Regions from separate parts of the Mus musculus genome. Here all the other regions are linked to region 2. Evidence: chromatin contacts called from public HiChIP or PLAC-seq and promoter capture Hi-C data. All regions are on one chromosome and are shown on one strand. The core of a region is the stretch at or near the end of the contact, and the rest is flanking DNA. Distances in the headings are between cores, read along the strand shown.

What was found. Promoter capture Hi-C pulls out the DNA fragments that hold promoters and counts their contacts. HiChIP or PLAC-seq counts read pairs in DNA pulled down with a chosen protein or histone mark.
Region 1: a contact with region 2 is called in a promoter capture Hi-C map of the 3T3-L1 cell line, with 2.4 times the contacts expected there. The contact joins the enhancer-like site here to the promoter of Pbk in region 2. A contact is called at or near these places in 2 of 39 promoter capture datasets (the 3T3-L1 cell line and hippocampal neurons), 1 of 15 datasets of contacts at CTCF or cohesin (the NIH/3T3 cell line) and 1 of 484 Hi-C or Micro-C datasets (large pre-B cells).
Region 3: a promoter capture Hi-C map of liver shows a contact between it and region 2, with 2.6 times the contacts expected there. The contact joins the promoter of Ptk2b here to the promoter of Pbk in region 2. A contact is called at or near these places in 5 of 39 promoter capture datasets (3T3-L1-derived adipocytes, liver, pre-B cells and 1 more) and 1 of 115 datasets of contacts at active chromatin or transcription factors (pancreatic cancer cells).
Region 4: an H3K4me3 HiChIP or PLAC-seq map of pro-B cells shows a contact between it and region 2, with 3 times the contacts expected there. The contact joins the enhancer-like site here to the promoter of Pbk in region 2. A contact is called at or near these places in 2 of 39 promoter capture datasets (embryonic stem cells and stem cell-derived epiblast-like cells), 2 of 484 Hi-C or Micro-C datasets (the G1E-ER4 cell line and embryonic stem cells) and 2 of 115 datasets of contacts at active chromatin or transcription factors (large pre-B cells and pro-B cells).

The regions. Positions count from the first base shown.
Region 1 is chr14:66,143,572-66,150,649 of GRCm38.p6, reverse strand. It overlaps Chrna2 (cholinergic receptor, nicotinic, alpha polypeptide 2 (neuronal)), which reads right to left. Exons shown (of 7, transcript NM_144803.2): 4 at 6,685-6,729; 5 at 4,135-4,244; 6 at 831-1,863. Among named protein-coding and RNA genes, the nearest start is that of Chrna2, 6.2 kb to the right of the region's middle. Within about 2 kb of position 3,004, at least 43 of the 459 cell types and tissues checked have an H3K27ac peak or open chromatin away from gene starts, as enhancers often do.
Region 2 is chr14:65,804,578-65,811,577 of GRCm38.p6, reverse strand. Pbk (PDZ binding kinase) reads right to left here and starts at 5,667. Exons shown (of 8, transcript NM_023209.2): 1 at 5,444-5,667; 2 at 2,289-2,363. The coding sequence starts at 2,343.
Region 3 is chr14:66,278,728-66,285,193 of GRCm38.p6, reverse strand. It overlaps Ptk2b (PTK2 protein tyrosine kinase 2 beta), which reads left to right and starts at 4,142. Exons shown (of 31, transcript NM_001162366.2): 1 at 4,142-4,311.
Region 4 is chr14:65,339,051-65,345,697 of GRCm38.p6, reverse strand. No RefSeq gene overlaps it. Among named protein-coding and RNA genes, the nearest start is that of Zfp395, 16 kb to the left of the region's middle. Within about 2 kb of position 2,272, at least 394 of the 459 cell types and tissues checked have an H3K27ac peak or open chromatin away from gene starts, as enhancers often do. A contact at or near this core is called in the G1E-ER4 cell line, embryonic stem cells, pro-B cells and 1 more, where this site is marked.

The DNA.
Region 1 (7,078 bases), core at 1,755-4,254, 340 kb before region 2:
AGTCCCCAATAATGTGCTGTCCCATGCTACTTCCCCACACACCTGAAGGGGACAGAAAGAGGCAGGTTGTAGCCCAGGGCAAGCCAGTGTGGAAGAGCTGGAGCTTTGTAGCTCTTCAGCTCACAGGCCAAGCCAGAGGATCTACATTCTTAGAAATTTCCAAATTAATGATCAATGTTCTTATCTACTCAATAAGATTGTCCCATAGTAACCTTTCACTCCTCCTTTGGTTGGTAAGGGGACAGCCAGGTTCTGAACACTAAGTACTTACTATATGCAGCCCTGGGGGAGGGGAGCCTACCCTGGTTCAGCTGAGAATCTGCAGGGTTTGAGAGTGACTAGGGAACGTCACAGACTGCCCAGAGCCCAGATGGAGGAGACCCTCTACCACAGGGTAGTGCAGCGGCCAGCCATGCACTGAGTGGATGCGTTTGTATTTGGTTTCTGTACCTTCTCAGAGCAGTCTATCTCCCTGCCCTGCCCCGCCCCACCCCGCCCCTCTCATAGAGGGACTGCCCAGACAAAGACAAAGCAGATGGAGACCAGCATCTGAGCTCCCCAATTTCCTCACTCTCCCCCACTTAGGTTGAAGAGAGGGGGATGGACCCTGTGGTATTCTGCCATCGGCCAGGAAGTAACCAGAGGACTTCTAGCTAGTGTTTCCCTTTCATGATCAAGTCCAGACTCTTTGGACATGACTGAGGGTGACTGGTCCTTACAAGAAGAAGGGAAAGGGTTGCCCAAGGGCATGCCCTGGGCTTGGATTTTTCCCTGCTAAGCTGGCAGAGTCACCCACGGGGTGGGGAGGGGCTTTCCTCATCCCAACTCACCGAAGAGTCAGCATCCTCAGACCTCAGGTGGTCAGCAATGTAGTGTACACCTTCTAGTGCTTTCTGTATTTGAGGTGACAGCAGGATCTCACTAGCCTGGGATGGAGTCTTGGCCTCAGGCCCCATGGCCCTCAGATGCAGGCTGCCATGGCCATAGAGGACACCCATGGAAGAGTCTGGGAGGCCTGCACACATACATATGTTTTCATCTTCTTCCTCCTCCTCCTCTTCCTCTGTCTCCTCCCTTTCTTCAGCATCCATGTTGGTCTCCAGCCAATGATAAGTGGGGCTGAGCTTCAGACCTGGAGAGCCATGGAGCTCCATGGGCGGCAGGGGCCGATTCATCATCAGCCACCGGGGCACCCGGCCTAGCAGGGCCACCCTCACCCAGTTGGGCATGTTGTGCGTGCTAGGGGAACGGTGGTGGACATTGAGCACGAAGACTGTGATCACAATAGAGAGGGTGACGAAGATCATGGTGAAGAGCAGGTACTCGCCGATGAGTGGGATGACCAGTGAGGTGGATGGGATAATTTCTGTGATGAGCAGCAGGAAGACAGTGAGGGAGAGCAGCACCGAGATGCACAGCGTGATCTTCTCTCCACACTCAGAGGGCAAGTAGAACACGAGCACGGTGAGGCAGGAGATGAGCAGGCACGGGATAATGAGGTTGATGGTGTAGAACAGCGGCAGCCGGCGGATAACGAAGTAGTAGGTGACGTCGGGGTAGATCTCCGCGCAGCAGTCGTACTTCTTGCTGTTATAGGTTCCGGTGGCGTTGATAATGGCCCACTCGCCGCTCTCCCAGTAGTCCTTCAGGTCCACCGTCCGCTCCATCTGCTCCAGGTCGATCTTGGCCTTGTCGTATGTCCAGGAGCCAAACTTCATCTTGCAGTTCTGCTGGTCGAAGGGGAAGAAAGTCACGTCGATGCTGCAGGAGCTCTTGTAGATGGCTGGGGGCACCCAGTGCACAGTGCCCGTGAAGAAGAGGTGGGCCTTGGTCATGTGGGTCACCGCAAACTCCCCGTCTGCACTGGGAAGAGGAGACAAGCTGGGATCCTGCATATCTGCCTCTTCCGTGAAGCAGGGCAACTGAGTAAACAAACTCACTATTGACTGGCTAAGTAGAGTCATCCAAGCAAGGGCAAGATAAATCTCTCCTACAGACAGACGTATCTGAGTTGCCTTTTCAAATACCAGTGTTTTAATTGCAGAAGTAAAAAATTTAAATAAACTAAAAAAAAAAAAAACCACGATTGCCATTTTGATGTCATAATTATATATCTGACTGTCATAAAGACTATTCCTTAATTTTTCATATTTCAAATCATGGGACATTTATAGTCTGATCCTGTTATTATCCATTTAGTATGTTGAAGTTTTTGTGGTTGTTTTATGAGACAGGGATCTTACTATGTGGCCCCAGCTGGCCCCCAACTTGCTGGCTGGATTTAAACTTGTGATCCTCCTGCCTCAGTATCTTGAGTTCTGGAATAACAGGTATTCTCCACCATACCTGACTAGAGTAAAGGTTTTTGAGTGTTTTGATCTCCCTCACGATTAAATGGGAACTCAGTTCCAGAGGAGGAGGATCCTAGATCTTGTACCCAGATCTTTTTCGTTCCTTTCCAGACGAGACTAACATTTTGGCTGGTGAGGAAACTCCCTGTACTCTGTGCATTTAGCACAGTATTTGGGGCCAGTTTCATCTACCAGGGCCTGTACCTGAGGGATGTGAGATGTGGTTCCTGCCCTTGGGGAACCACATGGAAATGAAATATAGTCACATGACATCACCATGCAACTGGGCATTTGGAATGCTTCTGAGATCAGGAGGGACTTCTGGCTGGGCTCAACAGGATTACTGTGAAAGCTTAATTAGTTCTTGACCTGGGAGGTGAGACAAGAGCATAAAAACAGGAAGCCTCACAAGAACAAGGAAGAAATCGGCAGGCAGGACTCCATAGGACTCTGGGTTTCCCTGGGTAGAAATAGTCTTTAAACTCCACCCCCAATTCCTACATTCAACCCAAACCGGTAGTGATAATTTCGGTCATTTCACATAACTACCACTAGATGGCAGCAGGCCCCCATTCGGGGGAAGAGGCCATGTGACTTCACTGACCCTTTGCCTATTAACCTGCAGGAGGGTGTCGTTCACACACCCCTTAAATGCAGCTGTTCTGACTAGCCTTTGTCCTACCAGAAGAACTTGATGCAATCAGGTATTAGCAACCAGCTGTCTTATTGACAATTTAAAAACTCAGATAAATCTGCTGCTGGGACTTTGTTCCTGATCTGTCAGAGAGAACCAGAAACTGGAAGGATCCTAGGTGCCACCTCAGGGCACAGAGATGGGGCCTGGGGAACTCGGGGCATATGACTCCTGCAGAAGCAAACAACAGGTGTTTAAGGCTTAGACCACCAGGGGGTGACTATGCTATCCAAAATTATGTCACATGCCAACCCCCCCCCCCCCACACACACCACCACCAAGAACCTTCCATGCCTATTCATATCTCAAGAAGGTAGCAGTGTCCCCCAGAGACCTGCTTTAGAAAATGTTAGCAAGAGACACTGCCATCATTTAAGTATTAACGTCTGGATTTCTCTGTGAAACCTTACCCAAGCCAAAAAGGAAAGAATAAGTTTTAGTTTCTTTTATGAGAAAGTGTGTGTGTGTGTGTGTGTGTGTGTGTGTGTGTGTGTGTGAGAGAGGGAGAGAGAGAGAGAGAGAGAGATGCCAGTGCACATGAGTATGTGTCTGTGTATATATATGCATGCATGTTTGTGTATGTGTGTATGTATGTATGTATGTATTAGAGAGAGAGTGTGTGCTGGCACACATGTGTGAATAAATGTGTGTATGTGTGTGGTGTGTGCACATGTGTGGGTAGTGCTTGTGCATATTTGAGTGTGTATAGGCCTAAGGCTGCCATCAAGTATCTTTCCTTGACCATGCTCCATCTTTACTTCTTGAGACAGGTCCTCAAGAATCGAAGGCTTGTCTGGCTAAACTGACTGGTCAGTGAACTTCTAGGATCTACCTGTCTCCCCTATCCCCAGTGCTAAAGTGCTCTCTCTCTCTCTCTCTCTCTCTCTCTCTCATACACACACACACTCACAGAAACAGACAGACAGACAGACAGACAGACAGACAGACAGAGCGAGCCAGAGTACCACTCCCAGCTTTTATGTGACCACTGAGGATTCAAACAGATTTTCTTGCTAGCCCAGCAAGAGCTCTTGCTCGCCTAGTTCTCTCCCCTCCCAGATGCACTTTAATTAGTAACTGGCTTCTTACTTGTTGTAGAGAACAATGTCTGGGATCCAGATCATCTCTGAGGGGACGCGGAGGGAGGTGATGTTGCCAAACTCAGCCGGGTCCCAGCGCAGCTTGTAGTCATTCCATTCCTGCTCAGGGGAGTGGTCACATCAGAGCACTGCCCCACCGGGACCTTTAGGTGATCTGAGGAGCTGTGGGACTGTAGCACCCCTGTGTCCCTCTCCTAGCCCCCACAGAATCCACAGAGTCTATGGCACGAGGAAAAGGCTGCTATGGGAATAGGGCAAACCATTTCTGATAAGCAGCCCATTTTGTTCCGACTCTGGTAGTGAAAATCCCAGGCAGCCAGTGCCAGCACACTTGGCCCTCTAGCTGTGCCTCTGGCCCTTGTTCTGATGCTCCCCACTTAGTGAATCTGTTATGCAGTCACTCCTTCTCCAGGCAGGGCTTGCCAGAGACAGCCAGGAGAGTTACCCATGACCTTCCAACTATGCTCTGGAGACCTCCTGATCCAGGGAGTCCCAGCAGGAAGAGGATGCTCTAGGTCCCAACTGTGTTCCACCAGAGCAGGTCCAAGTGCATTTTAAAACCAGATTTTGTTATTGTTTATTTGTTTGTTTCATGCACAAGCTGGCCTCCAACTTACTGTAAAGGTAAAAAACGACCTTAAACATTTGCTTCTTCTCAGCCCCTCTTCCCAGGCTCTGGATGGAGTTCATGAGCCCCATGCCCAGTGCCTGCGGTGTTGGGGAGTCAAACCCAGGCAAGCACTGTATGAAACGGAGCTTTACCCTTTAGTTCCCAATACCGAGCTCTTATTCCCTCTCTGGTATATCCTTTAGGATTTCAGGTTCATATATTTGGGGACACTTACATCAAATGGGGGCATCTGACGGCCATAGGTCTAAGACAGATGAGCCACCCCTTCACAGATGGGGAGAAAGGAGCTTCCAGAGGGTTAATAACTTCTCCAGCATTTCAGGCTAGTCCTGGGCAGCTGCAGAAGGCCTGGTTCCACCACTGTGCCCTTTCCTCTCCTCCTCCACAACCCTGGCATGAGTGACCAGGACAATCGTGGTGATCGAGGATCTAGGACCACACCACCCCCCATGACATGACTGCACACACCTTTTAAAGCTTCCCCCTCACTCTGGTTCCCATTGGTTCATCCATAGAGATGAGGCTCAGACCCTCCAATGACTCCAGAATAAGCAATAGCAGAAGCAATTGGCTCAGAGCAGCCCCTGACCCAAGTAGCTATCACGCATCCAGAACCCAGTGAGTCGGGGGTTGTGTGTAGAACCCCTACAGTGAGCAAGGAACCTATTTGAAAGACTCTGAAATGGCATTGCCTTGGTGGGTTTCTGCCTGCTGGCCTCTGAGTCAGGGCCAGTCAGGTACCCAAGGGGCCAGAGTAGAAAGCTGAGGGCAGGGGTTAGCTTTCCTTTCCCATGTCCCTTTGTCATCTCCACTTTAAGGCCTTGGGATTTTCTGGGATGACAGAATGAGCCTGCCCAACAGTGGCCCATCCCAGAACTCCACACACACTCTCCTTCCATGGAGAAATGGTATCTTTGTCTCTTCCCGACTCTAGATTCTTTACTGACTGTGCCTATAGAATGAAGTAAGATGGAGGCTAGATTGCTATAGATCCATAAGTGGCTTTCAGCTTCTACTTTCTGTCTCTTGTCACTCAGGGAGACTTGAAGACACCAAGTGAGAATCCATCAAATCAACTGCCAAAGAGACCCTAGTGAAGGAACCTGAGAGTGCGCATGGAGGACCCCAGCCTTTCAGAATCTTCCAGAGCTTTCCAAATATCCATGTAAAAGACAGACATGTAAGGCAGTGGCCCTCAACCTTCCTAATGCTGCAGTGCTTTAATACAGTTCCTCGTGCTGTGATGACCCCCGAGCAGAAAGCTATGTCATTGCTATTTCATAACTGTACTTTTGCTACTGTTATGAGAATAATGTAAATATTTTTGGAGATAGAGGTTTGCCAACAGGCTGTGACCCAGAGATTGAAAACTGCTGATGTAAGGGAAGCCATTTTAGACAGTAACACACTAACCACAGCTGGCCAGGTGCCGCCAAGTACCTTAGTCACCATTTGAAGCAGAGAAAGCCATCTGACCACCAGACCACAAATGTGTGATAAATGGGTCATTGCTTTATGCTTGTGAGCTCTGGGGTCATTTGCCAGGTAGCACAGACTCTAAGCCACTCCTAGGAGATGGACCTTGGAGCTGGGCATACCTGGGTACCCCCTTGTCCTATGATGAAGGGAGCCGATTCAGTGAGCTGTCTTGTAAACCTGGGACTATGAGATGCTTGTTCCTAGAAAGGCATCCCTTGGTGCTGTGGGTGAAAAGAACAGTTGAGTAAGAGACTGGCCAAACAAAAGCCAGCCCCCGGAGAGAGCAGCCTGCAGTACCACAGCTGCCTCACCTCTTAGGTGACTACTGATCATGACCCATGAATTTAGCATCTTGCCGATAGATAATGAGGGTCCTAGAAGGGTCTGGAGACTGCACAAGTCTGCCAATTCCTACTATGGAAGACTCACCTGCTTTAGCCAGACATTGGTGGTCATCATTTGATTCTTCTCATCCTGGGGTAGCAGAGATAGAAAGTAAAATAGTTGGGGTATCTGATGAACCATCCCAGAAGACAGAGTGTATAGGAGGCACTTTGAGGATCTACTCATAGGACACTCAAAGCCCAGCCACCCTTCCTGTCACCAGTACTCTGATTCCTCAGGGTCACCCAATCACAGAGGAGGGGAGTTGAACATGTGTTTTAGACAACCTATGCTCTTGGGGGCTCCAAGGAATGGGAACAAAGGGACCATGGCAACACAACAAGGTAGCTGCATGCTGTGTCCAGGGTGGGCTTTGAGGGCTGGTGGGAGAAGGGCTGAGCTGAATCCAAGGAGGACCAAGAGAGAGATCGTGTGGGCT
Region 2 (7,000 bases), core at 4,418-6,917:
TTGGGTTCCCTGGCCCCCTTTGTACATTCTTTTTTTTTTTTTTAAGGTTTATTTATTTTTATTATATGTAAGTACACTGTAGCTGTCTTCAGACACTCCAGAAGAGGGAGTCAGATCTCATTACAGATGGTTGTGAGCCACCATGTGGTTGCTGGGATTTGAACTTCGGACCTTCGGAAGAGCAGTCGGGTGCTCTTATCCACTGAGCCATCTCACCAGCCCCCCTTTGTACATTCTTAAAAGGCTACTTAAAAATAAAGAATTTGAGGTTGGTATGATGGCTCAGTGGTCAAGAGCACTTGCTGCTCTTACAAGAGAGTTTTATTCCCAGCACATTTATCAGGCAGCTTATAACCATCTATAACTAGTTTCCAGAGAATCCAATGCCCTCTTCTAGCCTCCAAGGGCACCCACATGCATGTGTGCGTACACACACACACACAAATATAAATATATCGAGAGAAAAAGAAGGGTTGCTAACAAGCAAGCATAAGGAAGTCCTAATGTAGTCCTCAAAATCAACCAGGAACATCAACTTTGTGACACTGTGACAAGTTGACAAAAAACATGCTCAAAATTGCACTCTAGTTACAAAATCATAAAATAGGAAAACCTTGTAATGTTTTAAGTACTTTTATGATTCTGTGCTGAGCCACATTCATAGTTCTATTGGGGTACATATGACCTGTGTGACACAAGCTGCACATGTCCAAGGAGAAAACACACACACACACACCATGTAAACATGTTTGAACTATAGTACTGCACTGTTACCCTTTAGAGGACTTTACTTTTGGCATCTGTAAAAACAAAAACAAACCATCTAAATATAAGTCAGAGCATTCTACAGTTATTAAAGATGACATAGTTCTGTTTCCAGTCAGGAATAAATGACTATTCTTGGACCTGCTCTCTCCATGAATTGTAAAATCTGACAAAATACAATAGTTTTCAGATACATGACAAGAGGCAGAGCAGAGCAGAGACCTCTGAGGAAAGACAACAGCAAGCCCTGTTGAAACCCCATAGCACTGAAAGGCAGTCCCAGGCTTGAACACAGAGGAAACAGCCCAACAGTCAAACCACAGAGACAAAGCAGAGGTCAAGGACAACTAGGTAGCTGGAGTCTAAGGAGCAGAACACAGGAGGGAGCTTAAAGAAAGAAAAGAAAGGATTGAAAAGATCCACAGAGTGCTTGCTTAAGTACTTAACTGCACACATGTTTAGCGACCCCAAAGCAACGAAAACAATAAGCTAAATAACTGGAAATGACAAGTCAGGAATAAGATCACTTTCTCATTAGCCAGAGCAGGTGGTTCTGCAGCAGACAGTTGAGTGAAGCCCTCTAAAGGGTAACAGTTCAGTACTACGGCTAACTCTTAGCCCAAGCAAAGTCTGTAAAAAAGTTTAAAAGCCAGTCTCAAAAGCAGCAGGCTTATCACCATTCAGTGATATGAGCTTGGAGCTCTGTAGAGTGATCCAAACCATTTTCACCACTCTGTAGAGTGACGAAATCCAGCACTCAATGACAAAATACCTACTACCTCCTAATAAAAAATTACCAGGTATGAAAGAAGCAAAAAACACAGCTCATGCCAGAAGAAAAACAAACCAATGGAAATATACCATCAAATGACAGAAGTGGCAGGAGAATGAATAGAAAAACAGGTACCCAGCTCAGAAAGATGCTGACTGATGTAAAAGATAGTCTGGGCACACTATAGATGTTCTTAAAGATCCTCATGGGCTAGGTGTGGGAGCACAAGTTGTAATCTCAGGAGGTAGTAGAGAGACTGGTGTCTAAAAAGGGCATTTGTGGACAGCTATATCTAATAAATACATTGGGAATAACACTAATTCAAAAATATGCTGAGCCAGGTTATAAGGTAATTTTTTAAAAAAAGTCATAGAGACTGAAATGGAAAAAAAGGCACAATGTCTATTAGTCTACATTTGACCAACTAAAGACATCTTGAACAATCTTCGAGACACCTACACATGTCTTGCTGTGCAAGTCTGATGCTAGATTCCTAGATCCCATGTACAAAGATTACAGCTCCTATTACCCTCTAGTTCAAGCCAGAGGACCACTACTAGACAGGTCCTAAATTCCAGAACGACCATCAGTGAGTAGACAGAAAGTCCGGACTGTGCTATTAGATTCTCTGTTATGGTTAGCACTGTTATAATGACCAATCTTATGCCTGTTTACAGACAATGACAAAGGAATAAACACTAAAATGTTTCTAGTAGAAACAGCAACAAGAGAAGGTCTTTTGCAATCTTACCAGATTTCCTTTTTTCAGATTTGTTTGGCGTCTTGAAATTATTAATTCCTTCCATTGTAGCAATCACGTTAGGTCCTATAATGAAAACAAGCAAAGTTATATTGCAACTATCTAAAATACTCTCATTTGTGAGGAGAATCCCATAACATCATTTTATCACAGAAATATACAATTTGAGACCTAAAAATGACCTCAGCAAATAGTCCAATTTTATTTATAAAAGTAAAATTGAAGCCCAGAGATACAATGACTTTACTCACGGTCATACTATCATTGAGTAGGAGTTGTGGTTTTAACTATACAATATATAGCGGTCAGAGGCATAGCTCAGACACTTAGTAAAGGTACTTGCTGCCAAGCCTGTCAACTTGACTTCAATTCTTGGATCTCATTTAGTAGAAAGAGAGAACCAACTCACACAAGTTGTCTTCTGACCACCAAACACACTATGTGGCATACATCTACCCACACACATATACAATACATATAGAAACAACTATAATTTTAAAAACTTTTAAATATGTAACTTCAATAAAAAAAACTACCCGAAGCGAATGGGGCTGGGCTGGGGTGGGGTGGGGTGGGGTGGGGTGAAGATATCTTGTCACATCTTTAAAAAAAAAAATACTACCTAGTTCTAAAAGGTTAGCAGAAACTAGGAATGTAGCTCATGGGTAGAGTCAGCCTGGCATGCACAAAGCCATGACCTGAGTTCAATCCCCAGTGACAAAACCAAAAGGTAAATACTATGTCTCCCTCTCATACTTCCCACCAGTTACAAACGTCTCATCATCCTTTAAGACAGCCCTATATGCACACCTGTAATACCAGCACTCGGGAGGCTAAGACCGACCTGGGCAACAGGGAGACCTTGCTACAAACAAAACAAAAACAGAAACCCATGCATATAAGCAGCGTTATTCTAATAGTCCAGACAGACAACAGAAGTACCCACTAGATGCTGAATGCAGAGCAAAAAGTAACAAGCTTGCTACTGTACAACACAAATGAGCCAGGAAAACATGCCAGGTGAAAGAAACCAGACAGAGAAAGCCACACACAGATTCCATTGATGGCGCATGTCTAGAGCTGTCCAGAAACGGCCATTATTTCCTGATGGCTTAACTGTGGCGACAAACAAATGAAAAAACGAAAGAGGGTTCTGGAGATTGGGAGCTCATTTTTGGACGCTTTATTAGACATCTTGGTGGAAAGGTCGAACAGGCAGGCAAATACAGATCTGGAACAGAGCTGAAGACATGACCCTGTGGGCTTATCTACAGCAGTGGGATTAAAGCTGGGCTGCTAGATGAGAAAGGGTCTCGTGCAAAATCCTTGGCAAAGAGCAGCCTGGAGACTGTCCTTGCCACCACAGCTTGAGGACTGGATACAAAGGGCACAGTGTGTTTTTCAAAGATTAAAATACCTAGGTTTAGCCGGGCAGTGGTGGAGCACGCCTTTAATCCTAGGACTTGGGAGGCAGAGGCAGGTGGATTTCTGAGTTCGAGGCCAGCCTGGTCTACAAAGTGAGTTCCAGGACAGCCAGGGCTACACAGAGAAACCCTGTCTCAAAAAAACAAAAAACAAAACAACAACAACAACAAAAAAATACCTAGGCTTAAACATTTCAGCATTCCCTCATATTCTGGACACTCAAAAATGCCTCTCTTCCACTTACCCTGTTTGTACCAAAATATCCTACGTCCCGCCCAGCTCAGTTGTCTAATGGGACTTTTCTTTCCTGGCTGAGATAGAGCCTTAGTCTATACTGTCGTAGATCTGCATATACATTCCATAGGCATTAATTGTTAAATAACTATACTTTCTTTAACCCATATCACCTTTAGGCTTGGGGTTCAAAGGGCACATCTGACAGAGCTGGGGCATCTATTGATGGGCTTTCTAAGCCCCATTTATGTGGGTCTCCCCATTACTTAGACTACCCTGAACTGGCTGTGTACACCAAGCTGACATCCAACACGACATACTCCTGCTTCAATCCCCAAGCACTGAGGTCACATGCTTGGTTACCATGAGAACTGCTTATTTAAGATTTGACTTTTCCCAGGGGCGTGGTGGCGCACACCGTTAATCCCAGTACTCCAGTCAGAGGCAGGTGAATTTCTAAGTTCAAGGCCAGCCTGGTCTACAGAGTGAGTTCCAGGGCAGCCTGGGCTACACAGAGAAACCCTATCTCGAAAAAACAAAACAAAACAAAAAAAAGATTTGACTTTTCATTATACACCTTCCATCACCTATGTGTGTGTGGCAGGGGTGGGTGGTCTATGCACAACAGTACAGGAGCCTGAAGTGAAGGATGGCCTCCTCTGGAATGACATGTAGTTGTTTGTGAGCCACTCCACATGGGTGCTGGCAACCAGCTCAGGGCCTTTGCAAAAGCCCTGCAGGCTCTAACCAATGAATCAAGACTCCAGCGTCCCCCACCCATAACTTTATAATATTAGCACTGCTTGGCTTTTCAAAAGTATCTTTTTATTAGCATATGCTAACTCTACATGATTTCGAGTTTCACTATGAATTTTCATATAAGCATGTAAACATATTTTTTTTAATACCAGTAATCCCATGTATAAAACTCTACCCACAGCCATATTCCCTGTCCTTTCTTTGGTCTCCATTCCCTAGTTACTGGGACCCCAGGCACTCACTACTGCTTCCAGGTTTTGGGGTCCTGAAGATGGATCCCAGGGCTGCATGCATGCTGGGCACAGACTGTACCCAATGAGTCACTGCCCTACCACAGGCCACTTTTCTACTGTGGCCTCACCTTAAAAGCAGAGAAATCCTCCCCCCACCCCCACCCCCCTCCTCCTTCATGGGGAAGGGAGTGACTTTCTCCCTGAACCCCCAAACTTTCCGCGATAAAGGAGCTCAGGGTCAGGGGCTTGGAGGTGTGCGATGGCTCCAAGGGGTTCCCCTATTCTCCATCCACTATCTCCCTGGGTCCTCCCCTAGCCGCTGTGTACCCTCAGTTTGCTGTTCTTCCCCGCAGATCTCCTCCAGGTCCTCCAGTGGAGGCAGCCTCCCTCTCGTCCCCGTCCCTCCCGTCCGCGACCCTCCCCTCAGGTCCTCGATGCTCCACCCCTGACCCCCAGTCTGCCAACCACCTTCGAGTCGGCCAGGCTTTCCCTTACCACGCTCGCACGCTCGGGTAAAAAGGTGAAAGTGACGGGCTGGCTCAAAGCTGTCTGGACACCTAGTCCGGAAAGTGCAGGCTCAGCTCCCTCCCGCCAACAGCGTAACCGCCGCAGCGTTTAGGGCGCGCGCATTTTCAAAGGCCGCGGCCCGCCGAGGGGCACTGGAGTTCTAACTAAAAGCAGTCAGAAGACTCGCTCCAGAAAATGCAGGAACAGCTCCCTCCCGCCAACACTCGCAGTAACCGCCGCGGTGTGTAAGAAGCACGCTTTTTCAAAGGTCCCGCCAGAAGACTACGGGGCGGCACTAGGGTCAAAACTCACGCGTTCGCACAGTCCTCCCAGGTTTACTGGAGTTTCCAGGTTTGATTTAGTCCTAAAAGAAGAAATCTTCCAGAGCGATGGCTAGAAAGACATAGCAAGTGTCAGACAGATGCTGGCGGAAAAACAAAATATATATCTGTTTTGAAGGCAAATTACCCAAATTACAAACACTGCTCAGAATATGCAACTAGGAAGTTTTATTGCAGATATATGTGTCCTTAAAACACTAATTAGAAATGTGTAGATTTTCATTATTTGAGGCTGAGAATAAATATAGAATATTTTGAAATTTTGCTAACTTAAAAAATTATTGCTGTGTTAGTGTGTTTGTGTGTGTGTGTGTTTCTGCTACCCACATGGGAAGATCAGAGGACAACTGCAGAAACTGGCTCCCTCCTTCCCTCCTTAGATTCCTGAGATCTAAATCAGAAGGCCAGGCTCTGGCAGCAAGCTCTTATCCTCATTGAGCCATCTCACTGGCCCAGTTTTGTTAATTCTTGGAATTACCACAGTCTACTTAACAAATATTTTCAGAGCACCTACTGGGTGTCAGGTATCTGCACTTGAGTGCCCACTGCATAACATAATCTACTGTGTTCTCTACAAGAAAAATGAATTAAGTTTAGGAGAACAGGAAGACATTCCCATACCTACTATGTGGCTCAGAGACCATGTGATACCTTAAAAAAGAAAACATACAATGTAATACAAGAAGCACCAAGAGGCCTCCTCAACAGGAACGCTCTGTGCCGCATTGTGACCTCTTCAAACGGTTAAAGAAATTCAACCAGTCTGAGGCCAGATAGATAGGGACATCTTCTTTATGAAGACAGAAGTACACACAGTGGCATGACACGTATGTATTCATGTGTTTATATACATTAACACACTCATTTGTCTACTGACATTATCTTGTAAGACCCCCGAAGCTGGGCCTCCGCTCAAGTCCCGGGATGAGCTGGCCAGCACCCCAGTGGCCCGAGAGAAAACCACACCTGATGCAAACTGCAAGAGGTTTTATTATCAGCTAGCTGAGGACAAAGTCCCTCTGCCATGTAGGGCAGGGGAGTTCGACCCTGAGTGGTGACAGTAGGGGGCTAGCTGAGGAATTGGGAGGAGTTGGGAAGAGTTGGGAGGAGTTGGGAGGAGAGTTGGCTACAGCTCCTTTTCTTTCTGGCGGGGGGGGGGGGGGGGGGGGGGGGGGGGGGGGGTGATGAGCTGCAGCCTCCTCTC
Region 3 (6,466 bases), core at 2,893-5,392, 480 kb before region 2:
CTGGGAAACCAGAATTTCCACAGGTACAATGAAACCAGATCCTTATCTCTACACAAAAGCAATTCAAACTGACCAAAGGCCTTAACTTAAGACCTGAAACTTTGAAAGTGCTAGAGAAAAGCACAGGCAAAGCACTTCAGGACACAGTCCCAGCAAGGACTGTAGAAGCAGGACCTGCTGAGGTTTGGTCTGTTGGCTGTGTATTGTAATGCTAAATTCCTTACCTGAATGAAGGTCTAGCTGCCAGCCACAGTTACCAACTTTTTCTGTGCAAAACTTGCTCCTTAACTTAAAACTATTGGTTAAATAAAAATGTCTACAACCCATTGCTGGAGGATTAGAGGTAGGTAGGTTTTAAGTTAGCTGGTTGGGTGAGAGAGGAAGAGGGACAAGGGAATGGGAAGGAGGCCACCACGAAAGAAGATGGACCGTGAGCACCTGGCCATGAGTAATAACAAGAATCTGGGGCAAACCTCTGGGAAGAAGCCAGGCCAGCCATTAGAAAAGTAGATAAGTGGTGACCCCCAGTAATTGTCAAAGCCAAATAAAATAACCACAGTCTGAGTCTCATTCATTCGTAAGCTAGATGTGGATAAGTTTAAATTATATTAAATTAAATTAGACCCTAAGAACACAAGCTCCCACGTTCTTATGACATCTGTCAATCTCAAGAATTGACAAATGGGAATACATGACCTTAAGAAGCATCTGCACTATGTATCAAAAGATGGCCTAGTCGGCCATCACTGGAAAGAGAGGCCCATTGGACACGCAAACTTTATATGCCCCAGTACAGGGGAACGCCAGGGCCAAAAAGGGGGAGTGGGTGGGTAGGGGAGTGGGGGTGGGTGGGTATGGGGGACTTTTGGTATAGCATTGGAAATGTAAATGAGCTAAATACCTAATAAAAAATTTTAAAAAAAAGAAGCATCTGCACAACAAAGGAAACAATCACTGAAGTGAAGAGACATCCTACAGAATGGGAGTGGGATGGGGTGGGGCAGGGAGGGGTGAGGTGGGGGAGGGCTCTGCCAGCTACATACCTGACAGAGAGGATTAGTATCCAAGCTACATAAAGAACTACAAAAACATCACAAAACTAAATTGTCTGATCAATAGATGGACAAATAAACAGTTCTCAAAAGAAGAAGTACAAAACCATCAATAAGTACTTGAAAAGGTGTTCAACATCCTTACCCATCAGGGAGATGCCAATTAAAACTACTTTCAGAGCCGGGCGTGGTGGCGAATGCTTTTAATCCCAGCACTCGGGAGGCAGAGGCAGGCAGATTTCTGAGTTCGAGGCCAGCCTGGTCTACAGAGTGAGTTCTAGGACAGCCAGGGCTATACAGAGAAACCCTGTCTCGAAAAACAAACACAAAACAAAAAACCAAAAAACCAAAACAAAACAAACAAAACTACTTTCAGATTCCATCTCACCAGCTAAGGCTAGCTGGTTAACAGAAAACGTCTGTGTCATTCAGCCATAAATCCTGAGGAAAGAGTTGAAAGAATACAAGTTAGACACCACAGAGACTCTTGATGTCCATGTTTGCTGGATCTATATGCACAGAAGCCAAGGTATAGAGTCCACATGGATGTCCACCAACAGATGAGTGAGAGAAGACAATGTGGTACACAGACACACACGAGTTTTATTCAGACACAGAGAAGAACAAACAATTATGTCATTTTTTTTCTGAAAAATAAATGAAACTGGACATCACTGTGATAAGCAAAATAAGCCAGACTCAGAAAAATATCAAACGCTTTCTTTTATATGCAGAATATAGATTTTAATAATTATATAAATTGACCTTGGTGGTGCTGGCTGCTTATTCTTCCTATTTAGCCAGAGGAAATAGTGAGACTGTCTAGGGCAGCAGTTCTCAACCTGTGGGTTGTGACCCTCTTTGAGACTCAAATGGCCCTTTCACAAGGGTCACCTAAGATCAACAGAAAACACAGATATGTGCATTGTGATTCTTAACAGAAGCAAAATTACAGCTATGAAATAGCAACAAAGGTTATTTTATGGTCGGGGCGGGGGGGGGGGGGTCACCACAACACGAGGAACTGTACTAAAGGGTGGCAGCGTAGGAGGGGTGAGAACCCTGGAGGAGAGTGAACACCAGCCCAACAGGCAAGACACTGGGTAGTGAGTTAGCAGCAGAGTACCTGTTATAATGAAATATGCTCGTTTTTTTAAGAAGTGACCAAAAAAAGTGCTCAGAGAAGTTTGAAGGAAATAATATGCCAGGTAAAGAATACAACGTGTGTGCACACAGAACAGAAGACCTTACTAGAGCAGAGATATGGCTGTAGTTCATATGTGTGCCCACATGAGGGCAGCACACACAAACCCAGCTAGTCTTCAACAGTCAGCCAGCTGCCATTCCCTCAGGTAGATCTCGCTTTACACCACAAGACGCTTTACCCACTCTTTCCCAAGTGCAAGGATTCAGAAAGCCACCCCCTGCCAACACCTTACGCCACCCCACTGCTCACACCCTCTGGTAGTTTTTTTTGTCCTGTGGTCATGTACCCCATACGCTGTTCACAGTCTTCACTGCTCCCCCAACTCTACCCCTCCACTTGTCTTTGAGTGCAGATAGTTGATAAATGGGGCCCTTCAGGATGGTAGAGAGGGTCCTGCTGGCCCAGCAGATGGCAGGGTATATTGTGGTGTTGAGGCATTTGAGGGTGGGTGACGCTAGCTTTAGATAGGGTTTTTAGTAGACATGGAGGATACAGCTAAAATCTACATTTTGTTACATCTTAAGACATATGAACTTTATAGCTTTAATTGATTTTATGATTATTGCTATTGGTTTTTCGGGACAGGGTTTTTCTCTGTAGCCTGGCTGTCCCGTAACTCACTCAGTAGATCATGCTGGTCTTGAACTCAGAATTCTACTTGCCTCTGCCTCCTGAGTTCTTAATTAATTAAGTCTGCTTTCTCTTGAGAAGCCATCACCACCACTCTGAAAGATGAGTGTTGGTAGCTTCTGATGGTCTCCTGGGGCAGCAGGTCTGTTGAACTTGGAGGTGGGGTAGGGTGAAGAAGTGTCATCATGAAAACTGTGGCTTTCACAGGGAGTTGGGCAGCTTGATGTTGCAGTCTCAGGACTGCTACTATCAGAGACAGAACTGTGACTAAACCCCAAACCCCAAAGGGCACAGGATAAAGATGTCTGGGGCAGGGTCTCCTGCTAAGTCCAGCTCACTGACCTCCACTTAGGAGAAAGTCAGAATCTTTCTCGGGCTAGAGAAGTAAATGATGTCGCAACTTAGTACTTTAGATCTGCCTCAAGTACCACTGCCTTACTGATGCAGTAAAGAGATGGCCAGCCTCTTCGGAGGGTCACGGATACAAACTGATGCAGGGAGAGGGCCACAGAAGAAAATCATTGTAAGGCTTCTCTAGTCTTTTCTGGTTTTGTTGTTATTAATGCTGGGTTGGGGTTGGGTTTTGGGGTTTGGGGTTTTTTTGTTTGTTTGTTTGTTTGTTTGTTTTGTTTTGTTTTGTTTTGTTTTTGAGACATGATCTCTTTCAGCCTAGCCTCATCTTGAACTCACCTCATAGCCAAGGATAGACCTCCAGAGCGTTGGAATTACAGATATCCACCACCTACACTCAGTATTATGCCTTTGGTTCTGGGAATGGAATCCAGGCTAGACACACATTCTACCGTCTGAGCTACATTCCCAACCCCTTCCCCGACTGTTTTGGGACTGTGTTCTGGTCCTCCAGGGTCTGGGCTCAGAAACCCAGTCCTAGGTGTTTCCAATCCTGTACCAGTCATATCGGGCATCCCTAATATTTATCTGACCTAGGGTGAGGGCCATTTCAAGGTGTGGAGCCATGGGGGCCACTGCTGAGAACATGGGTCAGGTCTGGTGACTAAAGGCTGCAGAGAAGGGTGCCTGGAAGAAGCCAGGTGTGGTAGGAGTTGGAGGTCAACCAACTGCAAGAGGTCCGGAGCACCTGAGGACCCCAATTGGGGCCCTAAGGCAATGGGCTCTGGCCCCCGGGTCAGCCGGGCAGCTCCAGGAATTGCAGGCGGCATCTATTTCAGAGTTTATGGTAAGAGGTTGGAGCCTGCACACACAGACAGCACACCCCACCCTTTAAGGAAGTGGAGAGGAGAGCAGCAGGGGTGTGGTTAACGACCGAGAGGAGGAGGGGGAAAAACAACCTGTCAGCCTCTTACTCAGCCTCTGCAGGCAGAGCCGCGCGTCCTACCTGCGGCGGCTGCGCTCACCTGGCCCAGCCCGGAGCCCTGGCCCGAGTCCGCGCCTCGCCCGAGGGTAAGTCCTGCGTGTTCCTACCCAGCGCCGGGGTCAGGGACACTTCGATCGCTCGACTTAAGTGGAAAGCTGGAGAGGGTCTACAGTTCCAGTCCTTCGGGAAGCTTGAGAATTCCTGGAAAGGTAGCCAAGGACCCAGAAAGTCGGAGGCGCGGAGCAGGTGCTTTCCCTGAGCTTGCCGCCCTGAGCTAGGGGGTTAGGGAGGGCGCTAGAGAAGGCATCTATTTTTGGAGTTCTTTTTAAGACTAAAGGGTGTTTCTCCCTTTTTGTCCTGTTATCTTATTCAGAGAGGGGCGACTAGGGGCACGATTGAAATCGGCTCAGCAACAATGCTTGTCTCTAAAGGTTGGATTTGGGAACTCCGAACCCAACCGAGGGCTTCAGAACCCAACTTCAGCTCTAGCTCAGACCTCTGCCCAGGCACGGCGCGCTCTTCTCCACAGTGCCCTTCGGCACCCATGTGGCCTATCTTCCCACCCCTGCACCACCCCTATCCCCAGCCTCTGGGACGTTTTGTTTTTGTTTGTTTGTTGTTTTTTTTCCCTGAAGCTGGAGCTTTAAGACAAACGGGGTTCTCCAAGAGGAACCATACCATAGTGTGTGTAGTGTGTGTAGTGTGTGTGTGTGTGTGTGTGTGTGTGTGTGTGTGTGTGTGCGTGTGTGTTCGTGCTGAAGTTCCAAAGTTCACACCAGCCGCACTGGCTCATTTTGAAGCTGCTTTCCCCATGCCCCTTGAGGGTTAAGTTCTGGGCTGCTGTTCCTGCTGCCAGGCTGTGCGTGGGCAAAGCTTTGGGTGGGTGAACAGCGAGCATATGGGTGACGTTCTGAGGCCCACCAAGTCCTGCCACCTGCCCTCACCCTCAGCCAGATGACACCAATATCTCCCATCACCCCTATACTGGAAGCAAGATTCCGATTCCGCTGTGCTCCTTGAAGAAACCAAGCTGGGACCTGAGGGTTGGGTGTGTGTGTGTGGGGGGGGGGCATTAGCCCGGGAGAATTGGAAAGCAGGAGGGAGAAGAACCTTAGCAGATCTTGTACCAGTCTGGAGCCCGCTGAGACAATGCATGGTTTGGAAAGGGTAGGGGTACCAGGCAGCCGCAGTGTGCTCAGGTCAACAAACTCTTGCGGTTCACAGTAGCTACCGGGTGGGGGCGGGGGCGCAAGAAATGCAGAGCAGGGGGTGGGGGAAAAGTGACTCACGACCCTAGGAAGGAAGGAAGAAGTCACATTCATAAGAAAGACCTAACTTTGGCAGGACAGTCTGCCTTCTTTCTTTCACTTACTAGCATCCTTCCTGAACCCAGGTACTCCTGTCAGGTGAGGGGAGACGGAGGAGCCTGTAGCTCCAGCTGCCCAGCTAGGGCGGAGCTAGGATGGGCGGGACTGTCGTGAGAAGAAATGAAGTTCCACCAATTACAGTGCCAGAGGGTGGGCAGGGCTGGGCAGGGACAGGTCCTGAATCTGTGGCAGAAGCAACTAAGAGAACTGAAGATCAATAGGGATTAACTAACCGAGGAGAAGAAAGCAGGTCAGAGCCTGAGAAGTACAAATCCAAGGGCTAAGAGCGGCAAGAGATACCGGGGAAACCGAAAGTAGCCAAGAAGCCCATCTTGTTAGGAGCCTAGAGTTCAGGGGCCAGGAGGAGCTGCAACCTTAAATAGAGGATGCTCCCCAGCCTAGGAAGGCGTGCTCAGGCTGCCATGGCAACTCCTCTAGGAGCAAAGCTTGGAACCTCAGGCTGCTTGAAACTTCCCAGGGTGCCTCCACTCCGGGATGGAGGTGCCAGATTTAGCAAATGAAAACATGGGGCATTCAGATTTGAATTTTAAATGTACAAATGTGTTGAAGACTTGGTTCTCAGCGTTAAGTATGTCTCATGCAGTATTTGGGATATACCTAATACTCCGGCGTTACTCACAGTTTATCTGAAGCTTTACTGGATGTCCTGAGTCTGTCTGGGACGCGGAGGCTGATGTTCTTCCGTCTAGACTGCGAACTAACCCAGCACCTCAAGAGCAGGCTCAGGGCATATTTATTTTGTGACAAATCCTGACAGGTCCAGTTGGAGGCTCATTCTAGGACTGGTCATGATATTGCTATTGAGAGAAGAAAAGCAGCACCCCAGACAGCTTACACATCTGCACAGCCGAGG
Region 4 (6,647 bases), core at 1,023-3,522, 460 kb after region 2:
ACACTTAAGAAGTGATAGTTGTGGCCAGCACCCAACTTCCATTATTCTAGGAGGGAAAAATAAACTCCGTGCCAAACTTATTAGTCAGACTTCTTTTTAGAGATAAGTAAGAGGAACTCGGTTTATGCTAGCTTAAGCAAAAAAAAGAGCAGACTTGTCTGCTTAACTGAGAAATCTAGAAACACTTCAGGCCATATTGCACACTGGTCAAGAGCTCTAATATGGAACTAGACCCATTCCCAGCTCTGGAGAGCCCAAGTTTAAACCTATTTGTAATGATTTAGTCTCTAAATTTCTCATGTCCGTTTATCTTAGTAGTTTCATTTATTTTTCCTACCTCAAAAGAGCCTCCCTTCCCCTGAAAGGACTTCCTTCATATATTAGGGAACACAGTTTGTTGGCAACTCACAACTCTGACATTTCAACTTAGCAACTCTAGCAGAAAACAGCCTTTTCTCTCCCAACTACCTCCTTGTTTGTCATGGGGGTTGGGGGAGACGACTTGTAATTGACTGCGGTGATAAAAAGCCCCACCCACTAGACCACTGATCCCAGAAAGGGTAGGATTCTAGGATGGTGAAGCCAAATGAAACCACAGGGAGAGCTGGCAGAGGAGTTAAGAGGGCTGCTGCTGTTCCAGAGGACTGGAGGTCAGTTCCCCACACTGGGCAGTGCACCACAGCCTGGAACTCCAGCTTCGGGAGATGCAGCACCTCTGGTCATTTGGGAACCTGCACTCACTCACATATACCCACATGCAAGCACACACACAATCTAAGATAATAATACATCTTTAATAACTAACACCAGGGAATAGAGGACTGATGTTCCAAATTAGAGACACTAATGACAGAAAATCACACGTCCTCACACAATAGGGTCAGCGCTTTGGGGGGTGGGGTAATTCAAAAGCCTCCTGTTCCCTTCCTTCTCTATGTTTGTGACTTCTGACTGACTAGAGTCTTTATGTGGTGTGCTTCAAGTCCTCAGATATAAACCGGTTAGGTAGTGGTAATGGATACAGTAGCAAATACCACGTACAGCTACAGTTTCTCCGTGCTTTGTATTTTTCAGATGAATGGAAACTCATTTGAGGAAGGTATTGCCCGGTGTTCGCTAATTTTTGCGAGTTCATTTGTGGAGCACATTAGGTTGTGTGAGCAGCCCTCTGGCTCATCCTAGTTAGAAAAACCAAGCACAAGCTATTGAATTGCCTAGAACAACCCCCAAAGGGCTTATTTGTGTGTATTGTGGCCAGATGCAAGCATGTGAACTACGTGAGGACCAGCAAATGAATCAGTTCCTGGAAAAAAAAAAAAAAGTGGCAGAGACCCACTCAGGAACAAGCACGCAGCAGGCGTCCACCTCTTCGAGCAGCAACACTAGAAACACCGCTCCATAGTCCTATCCTAAAGGATCCAAGAAATTCAGGGCCTAAAAAAACGATGTGCATGCAACCCTTCACCAACCACAGTACTGTGTGTGCAGGGTGGAAGGCGCAAAGGCCAGGAGGAGCTGTGCAGCCACTAGGAACTTGTTTGAAGACTGCGCTGCGCCGGATCATCCAGCTCCTATCCAGGCCCACCGCAGCCCCGGCCCCCAGCCCGTTCCGCTCCCTCAGCTTGGAACTCCGGGCCACGTTTTCGCGCTTGCTCTCCCACCCCCCTCCGCCAACACCGGGTTACTGCTCCCCCGCCAGGAGTAAACAAGCAGCCGGAGCCCGCAGCCAGTAAGCCGGGCCCCTGAGCCCAGTTTCCTGCGCCAGCCCTAGCAACAGGCCCCGCCCCCACGACAGGCCCCGCCCGCATGCCTTCTTCCACTCCCACCCCTCCGTTCCTTCTCTCGCCGGGTCCCGGAGCGCTAGAGGCCCGGAGCCTTCAGCCAGCCTCCTCCCAAGGGACCGCCCCGCCCACGCGGCCCCGCCCACGTGACTCGCGCTATGGGCCGGAGAGAAAAATAAGCTGGGGGCGTGGCCAGATCCCGTCCCGCCCCGCCCCGAGGCCTGCGCGGCCTGGCTCTGCTCCAGCCCGCGAGCCGGGCTGGGCTTCGTGGCGGCGTGTATGCCGCTTCTGTTTCTGCAGGCGCAACGCGCTTTGCTCCATCTTCCCTATAGCCTCTGCTCGGCTGAACCTCTTAAAGTCGCTGCCTGAGCCCCAGAATCGGCCTTTCGGTCCTTAAACGTATACATTCCGGCGGCGTAAACGCGCACCCCTGCGCGGTCAGGGTGGCGCTGGTCGCCCTTTCCTAGAAGGTGAGCGAACTTGAGGTTCAGGACTGAAGAGATCCACTGTCAGACTCCACCTCCTGTTGCTTCTGTCTGGTCTCTTACTGGTCAGTGTCAAATGACTGACCACTCCAAACCTGCAGCCCAGTCTCAGCCCCCGCCTCATCCGGGGACAGCACAACTGCTATAATGGAGCTAGGCATAGCTGGCAAAGAGAGGTGGGAGGCCTTCCCAGCAGTACTTTCTTGTGCCTGTGACAAGAGGAAGGATTGTTCAGGCCAGAATTCCGCAGCCCCTTTCTTCACCTACTTGTTATCTTAGGCAAATCTTTGCTGGATTCCAGAGATAACTTATAACCCGGAGGAGGAGCGACAGTAACTACCTAACAGAGATGATGCACAGAGTAACACCAGTAGATAAGGTGTTCAGAATAGGGATTGGCATCCAAGCTAATAAAAAAAAAAAAAAATCACTCAGGACTGGTCACACACTGTTGTCTTTTTAACGTGCTCCCTGCTAGTACCTGCAGCAGCCTGACAAGGCTTTAGGGGCCTGAAGTCAAGGTTTTTTGGGGGGAAGGATGGAGGAACAAACAGGGGATCTCTTTACAGGCTAAGGCAAATGCATCTTATGGCTAGTAACCCTTGAAATCTTGTGGGATTCAACCCAGACCTTGTTCCTGTTATTGTAGCCGTCCACCACTGAGCTACACCCCCATTCTTCTTTGTACAGATTAGTTTGAGAACTTGTGACTCTCTTTCCCAAACAGCTGAGCTTACAGACTTGAACTACCTGATCCAGCACCGAACACGTTTCTAAGTGGAAGGAATGTGCAGTGAACGATCTGTGGTGCCAAGGAAAGAGGTGTGGATGGTGGGGTCTGGAACAGGACGAAGATGGGAGTCTGAGAAAGAAGCTGGCCATAGACCCAGACAGGACAGGGAGACACTACAAGACCCTGGTCTTTTATTCTGACCCCTCATTCCATAAATTACACAAGTGATAGTGTGCTCAAGTTTCTTCAGATGGAGCCTTTTTGCTCTCTCTCCTTTATCAGGTCTCTCTATTAGCCTCAACTCCATCCTGTGGGTACTGGTGGTTAACAAATGTTTCAATGTGTGTTAAATGAAAACTTATATACATTACCCTCTGGGCCCATAACTTTATCTCCCTTCCTTCTTCCCTCCCTCCCTTCCTCCCTTCCTCCCTTCCTCCCTTCCTCCCTTCCTCCCTTCCTTCCTTCCTTCCTTCCTTCTTTCCTTCTTTTTTTATTTTATGAGGCAGAATTTCTCTGTACCCATACACCCATGCAGTCTCTCACACGTACACATAGAACAGAGATAAATCTTAAACATATTTAAAGGAATTTTTGCTTCCTTATGCAACTCCAGAATTATAGGAAGCCAAGAGAGGTATTACCTGGGGTATACAGCCAGTGAGACTTAGAACCAAGTTTCTGCTTCCCAGCTGACTGTTAGGGCCATCATGCAGGAGTTGGAAGGGAAAATAGTACAAAGGGTGGGAGCTGGAGCTGGGGAGAGTTCGGTGGGTAAGAGTGCACAAGCATGAGCACTGAGTTCAAATCCCAGTGTCTGCCTGTGTGAACACTTGTAAAACAGTACTTTGTTGGGGCATAGGATCACTGGGGCTTACTGACCTAGCTCCAGGTACATTAAAAAAATCCTGTCTCAAGGAAATAAGGCCAAGAGTCATAAAACAGGATATCCAATGTCCTGGTCTCTCACGCATGGCCACACACACATACATTTTCTCAATCTCTCTCTCTCTCTCTCTCTCTCTCTCTCTCTCTCTCTCTCTCTCACACACACACACACACACACACACACACACACACACACACTCACACTACACGGGACTTGCAAGAGCCAAGAGAACTTCATTCAGATATCAGGGACACTCACTACAAGAGAGGACCTGAGTGGTGGTCCTGGCTCAGTAAGATTTGGACCCCAGGGAAAGAGAAGTTGTGAGAGAGGAAGCGGCGTCTTACTAAGGCTGCAATGGGCGTTTATAGGGGCGAACAAGGAAACCAGTTGGCTTAGAAGAGAGGTTTGTGTTGAGTCTCGGTATGACAAGGTGTTGGAGGGTTGATGAGGCCAGATTTAGAGAAATTCTAACTTATGGGATAAATTTTGACCTTTGTCTATGGGTAATAAAGACAAAAAAACAACAACAACAACAACCCTGAAATCAGTGAACAGGGTGCTGAAGCAAGACTGGGTACCGGGCAGAGATCTGCCAGCTCGGTCTGATTTGCATCTTTTGCAGACAGTTGCTTGCTGTATAGTCATCTCCCACTCACAGGAGACGCTACCAACTAGTTTTCATCTATTTCATTTCCAAATGAACATGATATTGTCAGGGAGCAGAGAAGCTCCGGAGAGGGTGTTCAAGAGAAGCAGTATGCCTGCTGAAGACTAGATACTTTCATTGGGATATCTCATTTAACCCTCACCTTCTGTCGGGGTGTGCTACTTCCTCATTGACGCCCATAAAGTTAGACTCTTGCCAGCCTAGTGACTTTTATTAATAATCATTTTCATTTTAAAAAAATATTTATTTTAGTGTATGTGCCTGAGTGTATGTTTGTGCACCACATACACATAGGAACCTGAAGAGGTCAGGAGAGGTTGTCACATCCCCAGAACTGACAAATGGTTACTAATGGTTGTGAACCACCATGAGGGTGCTAGGAACTAAATTCAGGTCCTCTTTGAGAGCAGCAAATGCTCTTAACTACCCAGTGGTCTGTTTAGCCAGCCTATCATTCTCATTTTTGCTACAGGCAAATGGGCAGGTTGAAAACTGAGCTCAACAGTTCCATAGACATCTCTTCTGATTAAAAAGTAGTTATGACATACTACCAAAGGGTTGCAATTAAAAAGTATTGTTTCAGTTGGTCATGTTGGTGCACATGTATAATCCCAGGACTGGAGAGTCAGGAGCAGAGGGCTAAAAACTCAAGGCCAGACTGGGCTACACATTCTCAACAAACTAAGGGCTTATCTCACTAGTAGAGTATCCTGGGTCAGAGTATTGCTTAAGGGAGAACTGTTCAACTCTACACTATATCACTTGTAAATCAGTTCCTCAGACCTAACCCAAGTTTCTCCATCCCTGCATGTCAACAGCTCTGTACACATGGACAGCCTCCTTGAAGCGCCCTTCACATAGCTGTTCCAGCGGCAGTGGTAGCATATACAATGAAAGTGGAAAGTACCCTGCACAATCACAGATCTAGGAGGTAGGAGAGCTAGAATTCAAGCCAAGGTACCCATTCATTTATTTGAGTTTTCATTCATTCTCTGATAGTTTTATTTTTGTTTTAAGACTCTTGCTATTTAGCCCAGGCTGGTCTCAAACTCACAGACACTCCTGCTTCAACCTCTCAGTGCTGGGATTACTGGCATGTGTGACTGTGTCCAGCTTCAAACCCACATTTGATGCCAAAGCCCACACCTGCTGCTTTTCACACCTTCTAATCAGAAGAAAAAACAAGGGCAGACCAACTCCCAGGCTCTTTAGGAGTCACCCGGTTAGGTTCTTGATTTTGAAAATATTTTTCAAACCAGCCTTTTCTCCTTTGTATGTTTAATAAGAGGAAATCCACATCTTGTATCTTGGGATACAGACAAGACTAAGTTAGAATTATTCTATTTCTGCTTTTTTACCAACCAGTCCCAGAGGCTAATCAAATGGCTAACGCTGAGCTTCAGGGCCTCATGCACCGAAGCCCCTGGCAAGCTGCTTACCCAACCTCAGACCTCTCAGCATCATTGTCCCCAACAATTGTGTGTGCTTCAGAAGCCAGACATCTGGAACTGCCCCAAACGGATGGGCTCCGTCCAGTCACTTTCCAACCCTGTTTTCACAACCTGGGCTCCGGGATACCAGTGGAACATCCAGCCAGTGAGGAATGCTAGAGCTGCTCAAAATAATCTGAAGAACTGGATCTCAGAGAGCTGGAGGCCCAGGCAAAGGTCGCACAGTCCGAAGGACAAAAGAAACTTCTGAGTTATCTGTTTGTTTAGCCATTAACTCCAAACCACTGAAGTATTTATTCCCTGAAAGGTTAGTGGTCCTTTCCAAACATGATGTAAGAACATGAAAAGAAATCAGTCTTTTTATTTTGCTTCTCAGGAACTGCTATGACTCTAATGGGATGTGTACACCCGCTGAACATTATAGTCTCCCAACCCTGACAATCGGATCGCACACGACCCTCATTTCCCAGTCTCCATCATGCTTTTCACAGTGCCAGCATGGTAATATGGCATCTACCAAGACCTAACTCTGTGAAGGCCAAAATGAACTTAATGCAGGCTAATTCAGAAACTGCCCTGCTGAAACTGAAGAAGGGAACTCAAGGGAGCTGCGGCCATGATGGACGTAACTGAGATGG